Regions from separate parts of the Danio rerio genome. Here region 2 is linked to region 1. The links are chromatin contacts, called in public HiChIP or PLAC-seq maps. All regions are on one chromosome and are shown on one strand. The core of a region is the stretch at or near the end of the contact, and the rest is flanking DNA. Distances in the headings are between cores, read along the strand shown.

The links. HiChIP or PLAC-seq counts read pairs in DNA pulled down with a chosen protein or histone mark.
Region 2: a contact with region 1 is called in an H3K4me3 HiChIP or PLAC-seq map of gastrula embryo, with 2.2 times the contacts expected there. The contact joins the promoter of loxl5a here to the promoter of zfr2 in region 1. A contact is called at or near these places in 2 of 4 datasets of contacts at active chromatin or transcription factors (gastrula embryo and pancreas).

The regions. Positions count from the first base shown.
Region 1 is chr22:5,285,743-5,292,251 of GRCz12tu, reverse strand. It overlaps zfr2 (zinc finger RNA binding protein 2), which reads left to right and starts at 3,448. Exons shown (of 18, transcript XR_012397653.1): 1 at 3,448-3,551; 2 at 4,821-5,067. atcaya (ATCAY kinesin light chain interacting caytaxin a) reads right to left here and starts at 3,416. Exons shown (of 15, transcript XM_073937043.1): 1 at 3,140-3,416; 2 at 2,517-2,654; 3 at 2,289-2,361.
Region 2 is chr22:5,353,055-5,359,563 of GRCz12tu, reverse strand. It overlaps loxl5a (lysyl oxidase-like 5a), which reads right to left and starts at 2,997. Exons shown (of 7, transcript NM_001437533.1): 1 at 2,154-2,997; 2 at 768-876; 3 at 535-672. The coding sequence starts at 2,997. mibp (muscle-specific beta 1 integrin binding protein) reads right to left here. Exons shown (of 7, transcript NR_102288.1): 3 at 6,227-6,401; 4 at 5,874-5,945; 5 at 4,963-5,069; 6 at 4,790-4,875; 7 at 3,919-4,699.

The sequences.
Region 1 (6,509 bases), core at 2,199-4,698:
CACGCCCATCGACAAAACCTCTAAAGCTTCGCAATTTAACATTGCCAAGGCCTTTAGATGACAAAACCCAATTTTGGTGTCGATAGGATTAAATCCCTAGGAGGAGTTCATTAAGATACAAGGCCTGGAAATGGCAAAAATGCCACTTATTTGCCGGAGGAAGTTAAAAATATCTGACTTCCTGTTGGGTTTGAGATATGGCTCCTAGAGACTTTTTCGGATGTTTTGGCGTGTTTGAGATGTGTGCCAATTTTTGTGCATGTGTGTGATTCGTAGATCAGGGGCTCGTCAGTTTAATTTTTATAGGTGGCGCTGTCGAGTCATTTTGCCACGCCCACTTCATTATTGTTATGAGGATGTGTTCAGGAGAGGACTTTTATCAACCATGTGAAGTTTCAGGCAGATCGGACATTGTGTGGTTGAGTTATAAGGACTTCCTGTTCCATGGCAAAGCGTTGAGGTTTGTCATGCCGCCAAGGACACGCCCCTCTGCAAAAACTCTAGATCTTCACAATATATCATCGCTAGAGCTTTAAGATAACACAACCCAAATTTGGTGCTGATACGAAAAAATTTGTGGGAGGAGTTTGTTACGATGTAAAACATGTAATTTCCTGTTGCCAGCAGGTGGCGCTATACCTGTATCTGGATATCGGCATGTATATGTGTTCAGGTCAGGACTCTTATCAAACGTGTGAGTTTTGAGGCAGATCGGATAATGCATGCCTGATTTATAACGACTTCCTGTTTCATGGCGAATCGTCAAAGTTTGCGAGGCCGCCACGGACACGCCCATCGACGAAAACTCTAAAGCTTCGCAATTTAACATCGCCAAGGCCTTTAGATGACAAAAAACAATTTTGGTGTTGATCGGATAAAATCCCTAGGAGGAGTTTGTTAAAATACAACGCCTGGAAATGGCAAAAATGCCACTTATTTGCCGCAGGAAGTTAAAAATATCCCACTTCCTGTTGGGTTTGAGTTATGGCTCCAAGAGACTTTTTCGTATGTTTTGGTGTGTTTGAGGTGTGTGCCAATTTTCGTGCTTGTGCGTGATTCGTAGATCAGGGGCTCGTCCGTATAATTTTTCTAGGTGGCGCTGTCGAGTCATTTTGCCACGCCCACTTCCGAGACCCATAACATACGTAAATTTTCGCCACTTCTGAGGCGTGTGCAAAGTTTCGTGAGTTTTCGGGCATGGTAAGGCCCTCAAAATCGCGATTCATTCCGGAAAAGAATAATAATAATAAACGGAGCAATTCCAATAGGGCCTTGCACCGTTCGGTGCTCGGTCCCTAATAATAATAAAAAACGGAGCAATTCCAATAGGGCCTACGCACCGTTTCGGTGCTCGGTCCCTAATAATAATAATAATAAAAAACGGAGCAATTCCAATAGGGCCTACGCACCGTTTCGGTGCTCGGTCCCTAATTAATAATCAAATTAAAAAAACTCCACACAAAAATGCACAAAAATGCCAACTGACCCAGCTGGGAATTGAACCAGCGACTTCCTTGCTGTGAGGCGATTGTGCGAACCACTGCGCCTGCCTAAAAACAAAAGTTGTCATTATTTACTTATCCGCCACATTACATCCACATTCCCAAACCTGTTTGAGATTCTTTCTTCATGTAAGAAGATATGTTGACGGTGTTAGTAGTTCCTGCCAGTTTCTAACATTCTTCTAAATATAATGTGTTGTGTCGCACAAAAAAAAACAAGATAAAAGTTTAAAACATTTCAGCATGAGTAGAATAAATGGTGAGCAAATTGAAATTTTTTGGGGAAAAATATCACTTTAAGGTTGTTCAGACAGAAGCCTCTGTTGGACGCAGTGGCGCAGTGGGGTAGCAATGTTGCCTCACAGCAAAAAGGTCGCTGGTTCAAGGCTAGGTAAGTTGACATTTCTGGTTGGAGTTTGCATGTTCTCTTCGTGTTGGCGTGGGTTTCCTCCAGGTGCTCCGGTCTCCCCCACAGTCCAAACACATGCGCCTTAGGTGAATTGAATAAACTAAATTGGCTGTAGTGTATGTGTGTGAATGCGAAAGTGTATGGGTTTTTTCCACTGTTGGGTTGCAGCTGGAAGGGCATCCAATGCATAAAACATATGCTGGATAAGTTGGCAGATCATTCCGCTGTTGCGACCCCTGATTAATAAAGGGACTAAGCCAAAAAGAAAATGAATTATTCTGCTGTCATTTTCAGGAATAATAAAAATTTTAAAAAAATTAATTAAAAAAAATCAACATTGCATCACAAATAAACGTGAGTTAAAAATGACACTTTACCTAAAAACGAAAACTGTCATCATTTGCTCATCTGCCATGTCCATCATCCCAAACCTGTTAGAGATTCTTTCCTCTGTTGAACAAAAAAGAAGATATGTTGACGTTGTTAAAGTAGCTGTCATAGTATTGTTTAGTATAAGTAGCCTAAATGTTGAGTAAATTTAAATTTTTTGGCTAAAAGATCCCTTTAAGATGGCGACACAGTGGCTTAGTGGTTAGCACTGTCACCTCACAGCAAGAAGATCGCTGGTTCGAGTCCTGGCTGGGCCAGTTGGCATTTCTGTGTGGAGTTTGCATCTTCTTCCTAATTGGCGTGGGTTTCCTCTGGGTGCTATGGTTTGCCCCAGTCCAAAGACATGCGGTAGCCTATAGGTGAATTGAATAAACTAAATTGGCTGTAATGTATGAGTGCAAATGAGTGTGTATGGATGTTTCCCAGTACTGGGTTGTAGCTGGAAGGGCATCCACATATAAGTTGGTGGTTCATTCTGCTGTGGCGACCCTGATAAACAAAGGGACTAAACTGAGGAACAATAAATGAATGAACGGTCCCTTTAAGTTTGTTCAGACAGAAGCCTCTGTTGGTCAGCCAGGAAAGTTTTCTCAACGTAAATAAACGGTTTCCTCTAGGTGAGGCGTATTAATAGCAGGCCTATTAGTTTTGAGACTTGAGAAATGTCAAATTAAGACTACAGACCACAGAAACTCTTTTCTATTTGGGTTTTTAGATAATCATGCAGATATTTACATATTTATTATTGGCCTCCATTTCACCTACTGCACGTTGAATTGTTCGGAATAAGTTCAACTTGTGGAGATTGAGTTGAACAAAATTAATGTTAGCAACTCACCATATCACGACTTTGTGTCATCAAGTTAAACTTTAAATAAAAAAGTAAACGTTAAAACAAGTTTTTACCGCGCATTTGACGTCTGAAAGCTACAAAAATAACTATATATCAAAACATCTAATTTTGTATAACCAAAATATTTAAAAACTAACTTTACGAGATTTCATCAGTTCAGAGCACAAATACACCGTTGATAGGTGTTTAAAACACATAATTATAAATATATACATTATGACGGTTCTCCACGGGGGGCAGTGGCGCGAAGGTGACCGGCGGCGGCGTCACAGACACGTGTTGACCACGTGATCGCTGAAGCCGCCGCCGCTGCTGCTGCTGAAGTTTCTATGATGGCGGCCAGTAATTATTATGGATTCACACATGCAGCTGCAGCTGCCGCCGGCCCGCAGTACAGGTATAAAACAAAAACACACATGCGCGTGATCACCTCGGTTATTTATAGAAGGATCAGAAACACGGCTGAAGTTCAAAATGGATTATGGCGGCCGCTACTCAAACATCTCCACGAGCTGCTGTTGTTTGTTTATTTATTGACGCTTGCTTGATATTATGATCGAAAAAGACTTATTATGTGATTTTTAGCTCAACTACAATGTTGCTGTCATGTTTATGGATTTGTACCATGGTTTTCTGCGTGTACTACGTAGGTACCATGGTAAACATTCTGTACCATGGTATAATATTCAGTATACCCTTGTGAGGATAGCATTATTGTGCATGTGCTAGCAGAAAATACTGTATTCTTGAAATTATCTTTGTAAATGTTAATGTAGTACCTTTTTCAGTTTGAAATTGGCTTGTTTTATATTTCACAGAAGATTAACGTTAACTTACACGTTTTTATTTCCAATATAATGTTGTGCTTTGGTGCTCATGCGGGTGTTGCAGATTTGAATCTGGCTGGCAACATTTACATCCACAAGCATAAAGTAGTTAAAAATGACATTTCTCTGCGGCCATAAATTTATATTGATTTTTATGCTGTTGTTGAACTTAATGTCTTCTTATAGGCAAAGATCTCTTCAAATTGCTAATGTTGTACATTGAGAAATAATATATTATCGCTAAACTGTCTTTATTTGTTCATTTATATACATGTGGGTTAATATTGAATATTCCTGATACTTTACTGGTGATACACAGGTAACCGATATGATGAATATCACAGTGATTTTAATTTTGCTGACCCTTTTTTGGCCATAGAGCTTTTTAATATACAAGATTGTTCATTTGACGATATTTTTTAGGGCCATAATTTAAACTGAATCTTAATCAAATGTCGTTTTTTTTAATGAGGTTAGTTTTTATTTTATTTATTTAATGCATTTCTATTTCATAATTATAGTAATCTAATATCATATCCATCAAATTAGGGATAAGTAGTTGTAATATTCTTGATATTACAAGCAATATTAATAGTACTGATAATGCGTCTGTTGCTATCATTTCAACTTTTTTTTTTATTGGCCAGAACATTTTTCTAAAAACTTACTAAAAACTAAAAAGATTAAAAGTAGTTTAATTAATTTTCATGAATTGGTTTTAATGCATTGCTCTGTTTACATTTTAAGACTGCAAATCAAGTGTCTGATTATTTTTCAGAATTTAACTTTAGACTTGTTTTAAGAGTGCATATGAATTTATTCTCAATTCCTAATTCTAGCACTCAGCCGCCTCCTGCCTATTCCCACCCAACCACGGGCAGCTATAATGTCCAGCCTGCACCCGGAGTGGCTCATGCTGTGACGGCATCATACCCTGCACCCACTGCCCAGCCGGCACGTCCTGCAGTAACAGCACCATACCCCACCTACCAGCCCCATCCGGCCCCAAATTATGGCTACCGCCAGCCTGAGACGACCCCGCAGCCCACCACCACTCCTCAAACATACCAGGTGTTGACTGAACCGGTCAGTGTTTTTTTTTTTTTCACTCTGTGTATATTAAAGAGACACTCCACTTTTTTTGGAACTAGGTTAATCCTACAACTTCCTGAACTTCAGGTCTGGCAGAAGCACTTTTAGCTTAGCTTAGCATAGGTCATTGAATCAGATTAGACCATTAGCATCTTGTTTAAAAATGACCAGAGAACTTATTTAAAGCTTGATTCAGTTGTTACATCTTGTAGTATGACTGATGGCAAGTGAAAAGTTGATATTTTCTAGGCATCAAACTACTTTATGCTAATCTTACAACTTTTTAGCACTTTTAGCTTAGCATAAATCATTTAATCGGATTAGACCATTAGCATCTCTCTCAAAAATGGCAGAAGCGTTTTGATAATTTTATTTAAGGCTAGACTCTTCTGTAGTTACATCATGTAATAAGACTGACAGAAAGTGGAAAGTGGCTATTTTGTTGACGGCACAACTTTAGGCTAATCTTACTACTTCCTGATCTTCAAGTAGTTTTAACTTAGCTTAGCAAAGATCATTGATTCAGATTACACCATTAGCATCTTGCTGAGAACTTCAATAATTTACCATTTAAAGCTTGACTCCTCTGTAGTTTCATCATTAGCTTAGCATAGGCAATACAAGTTTATTAATATAGCACATTCCATACAGAGTGGCAATTCAAAGGGCTTTACATAAACAGAAATAAAAAAGAGACAAGTATAAGAAAAAATAAAAACAAGTAATAAAAATGATAAAAAAAACAGCTAAAAACAAATAAACGGGTTAAATCAGGTTATAAGAGAAAAAGAAAAAAGAAAAACATAAGTGCGATCAGACGTAGCACAGTGCTCATTCAGCACAGCTAAACGCATAGATATACACTATATGTCGCCTGGCCTATTGTTGTCTATTGGACAGAATGCATAAATAGCGCCGCCATCTTGCTACAGGGTAGCGCTCCTTTGAAATGAATGCGGGACCAAGGTACAGTGGAGGACTGTGGCCATCCAAAGCCAGAGATATACACATATACACATATCTATGATCGGGAGATTTCCTGGATGTTAGTCTGTAATTTTTTTTTTCTAATTACGAAAATTATCATTTTACATCACTTTTCTACATTGATGGATCAGTGACCGCACGGACATTCCTGACAAAAAGCTTGTGTTTGTGTGTACAGAAATGTACTATTTACCCTCCCTGTTGAATTTGATCTAATCGTGTCCTGAAACACAGCTCCTCTCCTGCTTTCACTTCTCATACTGACGGAGGGAACGATTAGTTTGTGAATGAATCCCAGAACGACTCTTTCACTAACATTAGCCGACAATAATACAAGTTTCTGGCAGTGCAGCATCACGTTGTCATATTTCTTTTGCATTGTTTGCTGATTTTATTCAACAAAACTAGCATAAGCCGAGTGTTTAGTGTGAGTTGGAGCTTCTTTGTCT
Region 2 (6,509 bases), core at 1,748-4,247, 68 kb before region 1:
ATTGAAATTCAACATCTTAAGTTGAAACAAAGAATCTCTTTAAATTGAGTTGACTCGCATTTTCAAACTTTGTATGTTTATCCAAGTGAAACATTTTGTCACCCTGCAGCCCAAGACCGGTTACTCACTGAAGCTAAGCAGGGCTGAGCCTGGTCAGTACCTGGATGGGAGACCACTAGGGAACACTAGGTTGCTGTTGGAAGTGGTGTTAGTGAGGCAAGCAGGGGGCGCTCAACCTGTGGTCTGTGTGAGTCCTAATGAGTCCTAATGAAGGGGACACTACACTGTCAGTGGGCGCCGTCTTTCGGATGAGATGTTAAACCGAGGTCCTGACTCTCTGTGGTCAATAAAAATCCCATGGCACTTCATGGCACTCTCTACAGTGTATTTACCTTGCATTGTGGCACCAGAAGGCTACCCTGAGCCATGAATAATTCTCATTTAGAAGAATCTTTGAATAAAACTGTCTGCTAAAATGTCATGTAGAGATAATATTGGTGAATGTTGTACAACGTAAAACTGTGATAGACCTACTGGTGGCAGCTGTGCCATTCCCAATCATAATGTGGTTTCACAGGGAGAAAATCTGCTGTGCCTTGATTTTTGACTCTCTGAGGAAATCGGAGGAGCACTCTGTAATCAAGGTCCCTCACACTCGAGCTGTACGCTGAACTAGAGGGAAAAGGAAAATACCAATTTATAATGGTCAAAAGGTCTCACATTTTTGCTGCTTTTTTAGTTTGGTTGCCAAATAGAGTTAGTACTACCTGGAAAGGCAGTTCTCCTCTGCGGCACATCTTAATGTGTACATCTGCACTCTTTGGATGTAAGATGCTGCTTGGATATAGTATGGATCAGGAATGAGATCAGGCAGTCCTAGAAAAGATTATTATAACTAATACAATTATTATATTACTTAAGAATGGTTACAACACAACTCACATAAAAATACTGTATACAAATAAATCACATCATGGAAAATTCAATTTAGAACCCAGATATAATCACAACTATTTCATATTAATTACTGTCTATGGTATAGTCTATAAATAAGGTTGATCTCTCAATTTGTCTTTAAATGACTGTAAAAACACTTGCGAAATCAAGCTGTAAAATATCGACTTTTCATCTGAAGCCAAGGCAACTACTGTCATCTGTTTATTATAGTTATACATGCAGTACAAATATGCTTAACCTGTACAAGCACAAGGCTTGTTATTTACAATCGGTACACTGAATAAAAAGGCATAAATGCTGTCTTGGCCTTATGGAAATACCTAGAATGACCTGTTGCTCTCTGGGGTGATGGTTGGTGCGAGTTTACCAAGTAGGACAAGATTAACAGGATTAACATCTATGTTGATCCTGGAACAACATTCCAATCAGCCAATCAGTTTTAAGGAATACATTTACAGTTTATGTTAGGGTTAACCTTACAGTTAGGATTATGGTTTCCTACATAGTTATCCAACTATTATTTCTCTCTGATTTTTAAAAAAAAATAAATTACAGTTAGGGTTAAGGATACGGTACGGATTACATTTACAAACAGGAATGTTCCAGGCTCAACAAACATAGATGCTATTCCAGGATCACATCCTACTTGGCAAAATTACACTCACCCTGGGGAGATATGCTCACATTTTCATAGGGAATCATGTTCTAGAAATAGTTTACTTTAAGATGATTCCTCACCAATCATACACACCAAACATGGCATTTATATTACTCTATATACATCACAAATGAAGTCAAAACCCTCATTTTAAGTTGTAGCTAATATTTAGCCATCAGTGGGCGCCAAAACCCCCCACAAACGAGTCTACTTGACCAAAACTCGACTAATTTAAAACGGTTGAGCGCGTTAAACAATATTTACAATTCGTAGACAGAACGAAAAAGCACATTTTTTTGTTTTACCATTAAGGAAATATCTTATACCATGACTTGTTTCCGTCTGAGGAGATCCCTGTGGTGTGTTGGATATTTGGCCAACAGTGGGCGCCAAAATAACACAAACGCTACGATTGAGTCAGAAATAACCTTTAAAACTACATTAAAAACGAGCAAACTTTAAAGTCGAGTGCTCTAAACGTTATTTATAATAACACAGAAAAGTATTGTGTATCAGTACACAGAAAAATTTTCCTTACCATTAAGGAAATATCTTGTACCATGACCTGTTTCTCTCTGAGGAGATCTGTTGGTATTCCCATACGGGAGCAGATTATAGAAAGAGTTTCTGTTTGCTTGATGATTCGTTGGTTCATCATCAATCATACTCTCACCTCCTCGTGCTTCAACTTGGACAAGAGGATTTCTAACATTCCTGACATTACCAGATGCTGAAGGTGCATCTAAACTTGGGGAAAGTTTAGATTTATTAGTAGCATTACTAATAGGTTGAGGTTTAGCATGCTGTTTCTCCTCAGGAGTGGGTGGTTTTCCGGTAGCTGGTGATGGTTGTTTTGCTACTGGTTGGCTGGTAATCTTATGTTGTTTTGGTGCCCTTGAGATCTCTGAATTTTTTACTGGTCCATGTGTAGTTGTTCCAGTTGGTGATGTCCTATAAGGCCAGGTCTGGGTGCGCAGAGTTTCATCTGAAGAAAAAGCAACTTTTTTTGCATGCAAAGGCAACTGATTATTATTCCTGATGTGGCCTGAGATCATGTGTTTTGCATTCAAACCAATGTGGCCTGGCACAGGGCTTGAACGCACCACATGCCCAGCTGTGTGCATCCTTGTTTTGGCAAATTGTCCCATGAAAATCCTGCCTGTGAAACTTGGTATAATCTGCCTCCTCAGTAAGAATCTTGCATGTTGTTTTCCAGAAGCAGGTGCATGATACTGAGAGCTGGCGCTCAGTAAACTGTAAACCTGCCCATTAGTTTCCCACTTAACCTTGTGTTGCCAGGCTCCATGGTTCTGTGCAGTATTTAAAAACACCAGAACACATAAATGTATGGATAAGCAGAAAATAAATGAATATTTAGTCATCTTAAAATTATAATCTGAGTACTTTCTAGCAGGTTTGGCATAAGAATGTGCAATGTTTTAATTCCCAAAGCTTTTATAAATAAGAGCCCAAGTCCAGATGAAGGCGGTACAATAAGGCGTTTCTCTCTCCGGACATTCCCCACTTTTTCCTCTCGGAAGTTTTACGAAAAATATACATGCTGCCATTTTAAAAGAGCTTTTGTCCACATACACATGGAAGACCAGGAGTGACGCTTCACTCATTTCAATAAAAATAGATGTCACCTTTAAATGGACTAATTAACAGACAGAAATTAAATGTTTATTTAAAATTGTTTAAAAATAGCCTTCAATAAAACAACAAATAATTTTGTATAAATACACAAATTTGGAATGGTTTTACTCTTGTTTTTAAACATTAATCGAACCATGTACATTAATAATAAATTACATTTAAATACATAAATATATTTTAAAGTATTAATTTTATTAATGTTTTCAAATGTCATTTAAAGAAACTGATTTAGGTTTATAAACTAGCTTATAAGCTTTTTTAGTATTTCTTTCATTGTAAATCATTGGATTTACCTCTAGGGGGAGTAAGAACTAAACTTTTACTTTTTTTAGTGCTTTAAGTGCTTGCTACTGTCAAAGTAAACAAAATGGCTACATATACAAATCAATAAGACACTGAATAATATTTAAGTGTCAGCTATACCTTTGTTACCAGTTAAATCGGCTATATATTTTTTTTAAATCGTTCCACTAGTGCAAGTGACTATACTAATGTCATGACTTTTCCTTTCCACTTATTTCATTCATTAAACAAATATTTTAAGTGAATGTGTAGGCATTTGTCATATAAGAAAAGGCACACTATTGAAAAAAGCACAAGTTTAAAAAGTGAGCTCAAGGTTTATTCAGGAAAGAGTCTAGACAGTGTTTGTTTTCATGCAGGTTGAATGTTAGCATAGGCTTTTATTTGACACAGCAATAAATAGGAGAGTGGAGCTTGAATTTGTGTAACAGGAAGAGCTGATTATTTGATAATGGAGACCTCTGTATGCATTTAAAAGGTTATATTTTAGTCAAAATAATCCATGCTTTAATATGAGCTAATTTGGAAACACAAGATACACCCAGACCATGTCATTTGTTAGGTTTTACTTAATTTGAAGGCAACTTTACAAGGGGAAAAACCATTAATGATTTGGATATGCATTTTTCTTTGCTTATTCCTTCAGCTTTAAATTCTTTACATAAAGCTAAACATACAGTCATAATTAAATCCAGGACATTGGTAAGAAAGAATACACTAAAATGTTATTTAACAATGGCTAAGTGAACCACATTAAAATGAATTGTTTTAATATCGATAATCTTACAGCAAAAAGTAGATTAAATAAAATGCAAAATATAACAAGTGTAAAGTCAAAGCACAATGTTTATTGGTACAAGCATGGTGAAAACATTGGAAAATTCATTTGCTGAGTAGTAAACAGAATGAAGTCTTTGAACAGAGTGCTTTGGAAGGCAAAACAATTTAAAAATAATAAAAACTTAAAATATGGACTCTGTCCACAAAATAATGCAAAACAAGGATTTAAGTTACATTCAAGTCAAAATATTTACAAAAATTTCCATGTTAAAAAAAACAAAAAAGGCCTTAAGTAACATTAGTATTTACAATAATGTACAGTCAGTGAGCGGCAGCCTCCTCCTGCTGGAAGACAAACAAACAAGTTACTTTTAAAACGCCTCACAAATATTTACAATCCATTTTCAGATAAAACATTCAGGTTGGATCCCTCACCTATAAACGATTCAGGAGTGTGTTGTGAACGTCTTCGTAAACCTGGTTGTAAATTTCATCTTTTGTTTTCAAGCCATCCAAGTATTCTGTTGAATTAAATATGACACAAAAATGAGCATTAATCCAAAATATTACACTTACAAACTTAACGGTTTAAAAACCTTATACTGTACCGATTGGCAAACCGCAGTTCTCCATGGCGAATCGGTGTTTCAGGTACATGGGCCACACATGACCATCAAACAGCCCGGGAGGGTCTGGAACAGTGTACTGCCTTGTACTGAAATAAATAATAAACACACAGTTAGAGACAAAATTATTAGATTAAACTTAAGTGCCATTTTAACAGAGCAAGGAAGCTTTTTAGAGTATTTGTTATTTATATATTTGTCACATCAGCAACTTATGGCTATTTCATGGCAAAATTGATATACATTAAAATATAACATGACCAAACAAACTTGTATTACAATAAAAAAAGTTACTTGGACAAATATAGAAATTATAAATAAATAAAATTCCCACAAAAATAAATTCAAAGTTAAATATGAATTTTTGATAAATAATTTAAGAATTTTCCTGGTGGTACCTTTTTAAAAAGGTCTATCAAATACTCTCCTTAAATTTCTGTCTAATGGTATTCAAACTTCCACATTTCAACAAAATATGTTTAAGTATTTGTATACAATAATTCTCTTATGCAGAACGTCTTAATAATAATATTAATTTAGCATTTTATTAATTTTATTTTGCAGAGATCAAACTTATTAGGCCCGCGATTTTCGCTACAGAACAAATTGTCGTCCAATGATTTGAATAGTTAAGCCTTTAAATTAAGTTAAAATACTAGTATCTTCCAAGATAACTAGTAAAATATTATGTACCATCATAAAGACAAAAAAAAATTTGTTATTTAAAATGAGTTACTAAACTATTATATTTAAAAATGTGCTGAATGTAAAACAGCAATTGGGAAATATCTGAAATAGAATAATTTTAATAGGCAGGCTGATAATTTGGTCTCATCAACCATAATCAGCTTCTATATTGGCAGAATTAATGTTTAATTGTGACTTTAACACACCTTCTCCTTTTTTTGCACTCCTCATATGGGATGGTGATGTAGTAAGATTTGTCAAAGACGTCAAGCAAAGGCCTGTTTGGGGAGGAAAAAAAGATAAAATAAGGTGTCATAACCTAAAAGCGAACACCACTGAAAGTGTGAGCGAATTCATATACTGATTACACGGCCGGCTTGCAAATCAACACATGCACATCCACGTGCCGCCTTATCTACAGCGATGCAGGGGCGCATCACGTGGCCGGTATGTACGCCATGTCCCCTTCTTAAATATGCATTAGTCACATGTTACCCAACGTTCCCAGAAGCTAATCTTTATGCAGTTCGGACCTACGAAAGTCAAATCTCTCACTCACTTGTAGTTGTACAGCAGAAATCCTTCTACGATGAGTATGTGCACTTGGCTTTCGGGATCCTCCATTTCTGTGGCAGGGGTCACCTGGATGCCGTGGGAGCGAGCAAATTTAACTGGGTTTTCCAGCCAACCCTTGATGGTGTTCACCATTGCCTCCATATCCAAAGCGTCGATCACTACAAAGGCAAAAGCAAAGCTTTTAGAGAACGAACGAAAAGCTGAAAGTTCGATTATTAAATGTCTAATTATAGCAAAGCCACACTGGAGAGATATGTAAATGGGTT